Regions from separate parts of the Bombyx mori genome. Here region 2 is linked to region 1. Evidence: chromatin contacts called from public Hi-C data. All regions are on one chromosome and are shown on one strand. Each heading gives the region's core, a stretch centred on a gene start, on an enhancer-like site or on the middle of the called end of the contact. The rest is flanking DNA. Distances are from core to core; before and after follow the strand shown.

Evidence for each region. A called contact is a pair of places that touch in the nucleus more often than the background predicts.
Region 2: a Hi-C map of whole pupa shows a contact between it and region 1, with 3 times the contacts expected there. The contact joins the promoter of LOC101737365 here to the enhancer-like site in region 1. A contact is called at or near these places in 4 of 7 Hi-C or Micro-C datasets (midgut, an unstated tissue and whole pupa).

The regions. Positions count from the first base shown.
Region 1 is chr5:14,715,421-14,718,997 of ASM3026992v2, forward strand. All of the region lies in intron 2 of LOC101737365 (ADP-ribosylation factor 6), which reads right to left. Among protein-coding and RNA genes, the nearest start is that of LOC101737593, 26 kb to the left of the region's middle. Within about 2 kb of position 1,786, at least 1 of the 8 cell types and tissues checked has open chromatin away from gene starts, as enhancers often do.
Region 2 is chr5:14,753,154-14,756,545 of ASM3026992v2, forward strand. It overlaps LOC101737365 (ADP-ribosylation factor 6), which reads right to left and starts at 1,931. Exons shown (of 7, transcript XM_004929975.5): 1 at 1,774-1,931. It overlaps LOC101737215 (leucine-rich PPR motif-containing protein, mitochondrial), which reads left to right and starts at 2,911. Exons shown (of 16, transcript XM_004929974.5): 1 at 2,911-3,176; 2 at 3,255-3,392. The coding sequence starts at 3,061.

The sequences.
Region 1 (3,577 bases), core at 536-3,035:
AGCTTCACACCGATTCCCCATCGACTCTATCAAGTTTCTGATAAAGTTTTGTGGCATGGCGTCCCATTCCTCTTTGAGCGCATTTTGTAGCTCCTGGAGATTAGCTGGAGCACTATTTCGACCTCTAATTTTTCTTTTTAATTCGTCCCACAAGTGTTCAATCGGATTAAAGTCCGGGCTCCGAGCTGGCCACTCCATCACGGGTACATTTACTTCTTGTAAGTATTGTCTCACAGTGATGCAACATTGGGAAAATCGCTCTGAGCGCCTTCTGTAGACCCTTCCACGTCTATCATTATCATGAAGACACATTCTGGACTCGTCTGAGAACAGGACTGCTTTCCACTGGTCGGCTGTCCAGTTGACGTGTTCTTGTGCAAATCGAAAACGAGCCAGGCGGTGAGCTGGCGTCAATTTAGGGCCATTTGCTGGTCTATGCGCAGTCAAACCACCTTCGGCAAGTCTCCTTCTGACTGTCCACCTGCTGACTACCACTTCACGCACCTGTTGAAGCTGCTGTGCAAGTTCAACGGCAGTCAAACGACGATTTCGCAACGCTGTCGTTACAAGAAATCTGTTGTCGCGCTGTGTTGTAGCTCTTGCTCGACCAGATCCTCGTCACCTTCCAAAGCCACCAGTCTCCCGATAGCGCGGGTACACACGACGAACTGAATATCGGCTGATATTCAGTTGTCGAGCTACAGCACTCTGGTTCTGGCTCGCTTCAATTAGAGCGACGACTTGAGCGGCTTTTTCCGGAGTAGTATCCATCTTTTTCAGACAAATGCAATTGGAGTCACTAGAGGTCTTATCAGGTTAAGCGTTGGCTTGCAACTGACGAGGTTTTTTTTTTTTTTTTTCCTACCTAAGCTGAGAGCCTTGAGAGGCTATTTCAGCGTAACCCTAACGTTTGTAGGTGAGCTCACGGGGCTCAAACCTGATGACGTTGCTAACACGAACCCTAGCAAGAGCCGTACTTCGCAGAATCTACCACCGGATCGGAAACGCGACCCACTGAGAAGATCCGGCGAGAAACTCAGTGGGCTGTGTCTGGGAGTTAACTTACTCGTCGAGCCCTTCGTCGCAAGCGACGGGTTCGACGAGAACGGTGACCGGTGCTTGAAGTACCTAGAAGCACCGTTAGTGGATCGGGAGGATCCGATATGACGTGTTTTGGGCGACGTCGACTGCTTTCCATTCTGTCCGCAGGATCGGGAATGTAGTTACCGGCGGCCACGATGAGAGGGTTCTCGTGTCGTGCCGCTTTGGTCTTACAAACTGCAGTGAGTTGAGGGAGCAATTTTTGGAGTTTGCTGTTGTCGTTTTGTTTCAGCAGGCAGGTAAACTTATCATGTCTTTTGAATAGGTATTGAACTCTCCTTTAACCTTATGTTAAAAAATATATGTATTTTTTTAAATAAAAAGATGTAAATAATATTTTTCAAAAAATGTACAGATGTGCGATTTCATTGCACCCGAGTGTATTTAGCGGGTCGCGACTTCGTTTCGGTGGTAGACGCATTCGTGAGTCAGCTGCCCTTGAGCTGTTAGGCCCCTTTGGAGGGGCTCAGACATCTGTCATCAAGGTAGCTGTTATAAAGTAAAACCCCTCTGAACTGAGCTCAAGCTTACCCACCGCTCTAAGCGTAACTGGAACGGTCTCCGGGTCAACAATAATATAAGTCAAATTTGTTTAACAAAAAACCCCGACCGGGAATTGAACCGGGTCACCATAACACAACAGTCACGATCACTAATTACTAGACTAAAGTGGCGATGTCTGTTTACCGCCGTCCTTTGTTCTTATCAAATAACGACCAGTTTTATTACACAGTTTGGCAACGTAGTCATGTTTAATATTAATAAGCTTTTATTAGGTTCAGACGTATGTATGTTTGTAACGAAATCTTTGAACATGATTTTGACTCCCTTCAAAACGTCGGATTAACTCGAAAGGTATACTTATTAAGGACCGATGACAATTCAATATTTAAAAAACAATTGAAAAAATTGAAATTCAACTAAAAAATAAATAATAGGTTAAAAAAACTAACAAAATACGTTTTTATAGAGTTTTACACTATTTTTAATTCAAATTTATTAAAATTTATTTTCTATTTTTTAGTTGGATTTTCCATAAAAGCGTATTTTGTTAGATTTTTTAAACTATTATTTTTTTAATAAGTGAATTTTTGCATCTTGATTTAAACATAGTTAAATGAGCATTAAGCTATTGGGGACCAACTGAGCAATTCGATCGAGTTTCAAGGGTGACACGCACCCGGAATTATAATACACCTGGAACTGGGGGCAAGACCTCTTTTGAGTTCTCACGGGTAGGTATCACCACCCTGCCTATTTCTGCCGTGAAGCATTAATGCATTTCGGTTTGAAGGGTGGGGCAGCCGTTGTAACTATACTGAGACTTTAGAACTTATCTCAAGGTGGGTGGCGGCCTTTACGTTGTAAATGTTCATGGGCTCCAGGAACCACTTATCACCAGGTGGGCTGTGAGCTCGCCCACACATTAAAAGCAATAAAAAAAAAAACTTAGATCTCACGCCTCAAAGTGAACGCGATTCACGTTTTGATGTTTGAATAAGTTGTGCTGATCATTTGATATCTGGTCGTTTGTCAGCAGCTCGTCTCCACGCCGACAGTTTAACAAAGAAGAACATGCATAAACATCGGATACATTCATATTATGATTGTACGAGACAGTAAATACCCTTGTTTGAGGTAACACCCGGGCCTTTACGACGCACTTATCGCAACAAAAACTATTCTCGGACCATTGATTTTTAGTTAATAGGAAACTGTATAGGGTCGCGTTTTGTCCACATAAAGAAAATCTCCCGTTTCCATCCTGGATGATGACACAGCAAATATTTCGATTGTACCGAATGTTATTGTTCGGCACTTGTATATATGCAAACCTATCTTGAAAATGTCGTTAGCGAGATTCAGGCGTCTATGAAATATTCAGGGTTCTGTGATAGTTATAGCTACTAGTACCAGTACCAGCTACATTAAACGCTTTTATTCTTAAGAACGGAAGAATACTATAAATATCTTTTCTTTTTTTTTTATTGCCCTTGTAGGCTGACGAGCATACGGCCCACCTGATGGTGAGTGGTTACCGTCGCCCATGGACTTCAGCAATGCCAGGGGCAGAGTCAAGCCGCTGCCTAAACTCGTGATCAAAATCATGATGAACTAAAATCATGATCAATTGATTCCGACTGAAAAATGGTGTCCGATATTTCGAAGTAGTGCTCCATAATGAATTTAAATATATATAGAGAATATTTTTGGGGCACCGACTTTCTTGGGATCGTATAAAATATTTTTAAAATATTTGTATGTTTTAATCGGAGTAGCATGATAAAAAAAAATATATATATATATATAAGCAATCATATTAAATCAATATCAAAGTGGATTAATAATGTACAAACCAAGACCGACGGCTGAACTGACTGACAATGACATTTGGTGCGCTAAATATGGCGGATTTTCGGCCTCATTAGGTATTTACGTATATTCATGTTTCACTTTATGTACGCGCTGAAATACT
Region 2 (3,392 bases), core at 681-3,180, 38 kb after region 1:
CACAGCTAAAACATAATGAACGGAAATGTAGCATCCAAGTTACAGTGTCAAATAGGAGAAAATAATACATACATTACTTATTATTAAGATTGCAGTTTTATATAAATCAACAGATTAAATTATATTATAATGTGCACAACTGTAGTATTCTTGTTTTTTTTAAAGTTAGTATTTAAATTTATCCTGTATTAACATACTAATAGGTGTAATATTATTGTTGTTTCATAATCTGTAACCCGCAAACATAAAATAAAATACAAAAATTAAAGCTTCAGAAAATTCTGATGTCTTCTATTCAATAGTAATGTGAACTTGGCTCTCTAATTGGTGTCAATTCACACTTCATTGACCTCAACTATTGATATTGAAGAATTGAACTCAATAAATGTGAGCATGAAATGTAAAATGTTTTCTTGTTTTGGCTTTAATGGTGTTTTAATAGCAAACTTTCATAACATTTTATTTTATATATATTTAAAGGGTTGTTTTAATTAAATTTTACAATATATATAATGAAGGGCATAACCTGTGAAATCACAAAGAACATGATAAAGTTCAACATTTTCTTTTAATGATTACGTAACTATTTTAATGAGAACCTAAAAAATACTATATTCTATATTATTGTGTTAACAATAAATAAACAATCATGATATAGAAAGTCTATATTAATTGAAGACTTAAATTTATTGTAACTGTTTGAGTAAGATTAGAATTCAGGAACTATGAAATAAATATACTTTTTGAATAAATTTTGGGAGGCAAACTTTCATTTAAGTTTATAATTTCATGTTGCTTACAAAGTGCTTGATCTTTCAACAGACAGATTTTATGTAATTAATCAATTGGAGTGTCTGTTTGTAATATTGAAATAACCGCTTTTTACTACATGCATATGAATATATATATACGGTACATATACCAAAATAGCATTTGTTACAATTTTTGTCTGTCTGTCTGTTGGTTTGTTCTGGCTAATCTCTGGAACGGCTGGATTGATTTTGACGGGACTTTCACTGACAGGTAGCTGATGATATAAGGAGTAACTTAGGCTACTTTTTTTAGACTAGCTTTGACCCGCGGCGTCACCCGCGGTACGACAATAACCGCGGGTAACATCGCGGGACTCAGCTATCAATAATAAAATTTAATGTTTCCGAAGCGAAGCGAGGGCGGGTCGCTAGTAGTAAATAGGTTTCTTGAGTAACATAAGTATTTGTATGTACATAGGACTCTTATTCATTTTCTACAACTTTGACCACCTATATTTAATCAGTGATTTTATATTCAACAATGTAGGTAGTCCGTTAATTCGGGGGTAATCATATTGATATTTTATATTAGGTACCTAGAAATTTAGGGTACCTATGTAATAATTTTTTTTATATTTTAAGCTCATTCAAATTTTTCAATTACACCAACGGTGTGATTCATAGGCGGGAAGTCGACAACGTAAAGTACAACTTTACTTTGTAAACTGGTTACCGCAGGGCTAAATTCTTTAAGGGTTAGGTCATCAGGTGATCACAAACTGGATCATTGTATTTGAGCGTATGTAACATGTAATAATTAAATTAAAAATTAGAATCGACTTCTAATCGTCACGTTTCGTTGAGGTGGAGCCGATCGCCGACTTGCCAAGCTTGGGCGATGGCGCTACCCGTCAAATAACGGCAACTTGATGACAATTGTGCAAATACTAACCAAACACGCATATCTCTTACGAAAAATATGTATTTATTTTAAAGTTGTACAAATAGGAGACAAACTTACCACATGACAATCGCAAATTACAATGTCTAACATCCACTCAAAACAGTCAAAACAAAAAACACAGCACAAACCACATCCACGATTCGTACACTAGAATTGAAATTTGACAATGCTGAACGTTGACATTTCTTCAGAGTTGCTAGATTGAGTTTGAGAAGGGCTACCCTCAAAATAGATTTTGGTATCAATTGAAAGAGCACCGGGGCAAAATAAAGTATACATGTCTTGTAACCATTAATTAAAACTCCACTACATACCATAATCTAAATTAATTTGCGATTACTTTTGTTATTTTTCAACTATTTTTATTTACTTTATTTATTTATTTATGTACACACAAAAGAGAAGACATAGTAGAGAGTAATAGGAAAATTATGTACAAACTATGTATATCTGAGCGAATTCGTGTTGGCAAAAAGATTCTTGACAAAAAAAAACAAAGACAGAAAGAGACTTCTTATCTAACCATTTAGTTCTTACGAAAAAGAACAATAATTGTGGAAAAATGAAATGCATTCGATGAATTTTTTTTTGAAATTGAGGTTAAGACGAAATTATTTATACTCTCATTTAAACTGTGGGAGCATCGGATAGTTATATGAACATTTTGGAACCCACGTCGACCCCAAAATGTAATTTCGTCTTAAACAGAATTAGTGAGTGAGTTTACAGTTTTTACAGTATCCTAAAAAAAATAATTTATTAAATATAGGGGGGAAATAAAGAGAGACAATCTCTTTAGACAATATAAACAAATATCTTCTCATTCTATTCAATTTATTTTCACTTCTTTTTGTTTTCATCCAGACTGCGTTTATGCTATATTCTGTGAAAGTGCAAAATTGTGGGAAAATGAAACAAAGCCACTATTCATAGCTTTTCGGGATCCTTCAAAAAGTCCACTGAAAAAGTCTCAGTAAATAACCACCATTTTACTGAGATTATATTTCATCCCATACATATCATCTCATCTCACTTCTTTTAATTATTTCATGAATTAATCAAAAAAATTTTTACCTATTCTAGTAACCTCGAGAGGTTATTCTAAATTCGCCGAGCTTGTAGGTGAGTTATCCGGCAGTATGGTGTGATATCTTTGCCTTTTCATTTAGAAAATTAGAAATACTACAAAAATTTGACATTTGATTTATTGTGACATTTTATACAACTAAATTTTCAATCGTTGAATAAAAATTCTACCAGTGCAGGTACCATAAGTTTTCTAAATTTTGTAAATTTGTAAATTCTGGGATAAAATTCAGTTGCAGTACTTAGAACAAGAATAATATGATGTGGACTCGTCAAGGAATTAGGATTATGAACTCCAATAGAGCTAAGTTCTTTAAAAATATTCAAACGAATCGGGCAAATATTGGATGTCCGTGTCGATCCCATGCACAAAGGTTAGAATTTAATTTCTAAAATTACAAATTAAAACCAAGTAAACTACGCAACGAGAACTAATTGCTTAATCTTTATAGGCGCATCTCAAATGCAGCAATCAATAAATGTTCTGTGAACCTATCAAGCGGTCGCGGAAATATTTCACAAACAGTCTCTACTGAATTTCTGAAGAATACTGATAGAATGTCATCTGAAGAACTTTTAGAGAAATTAAT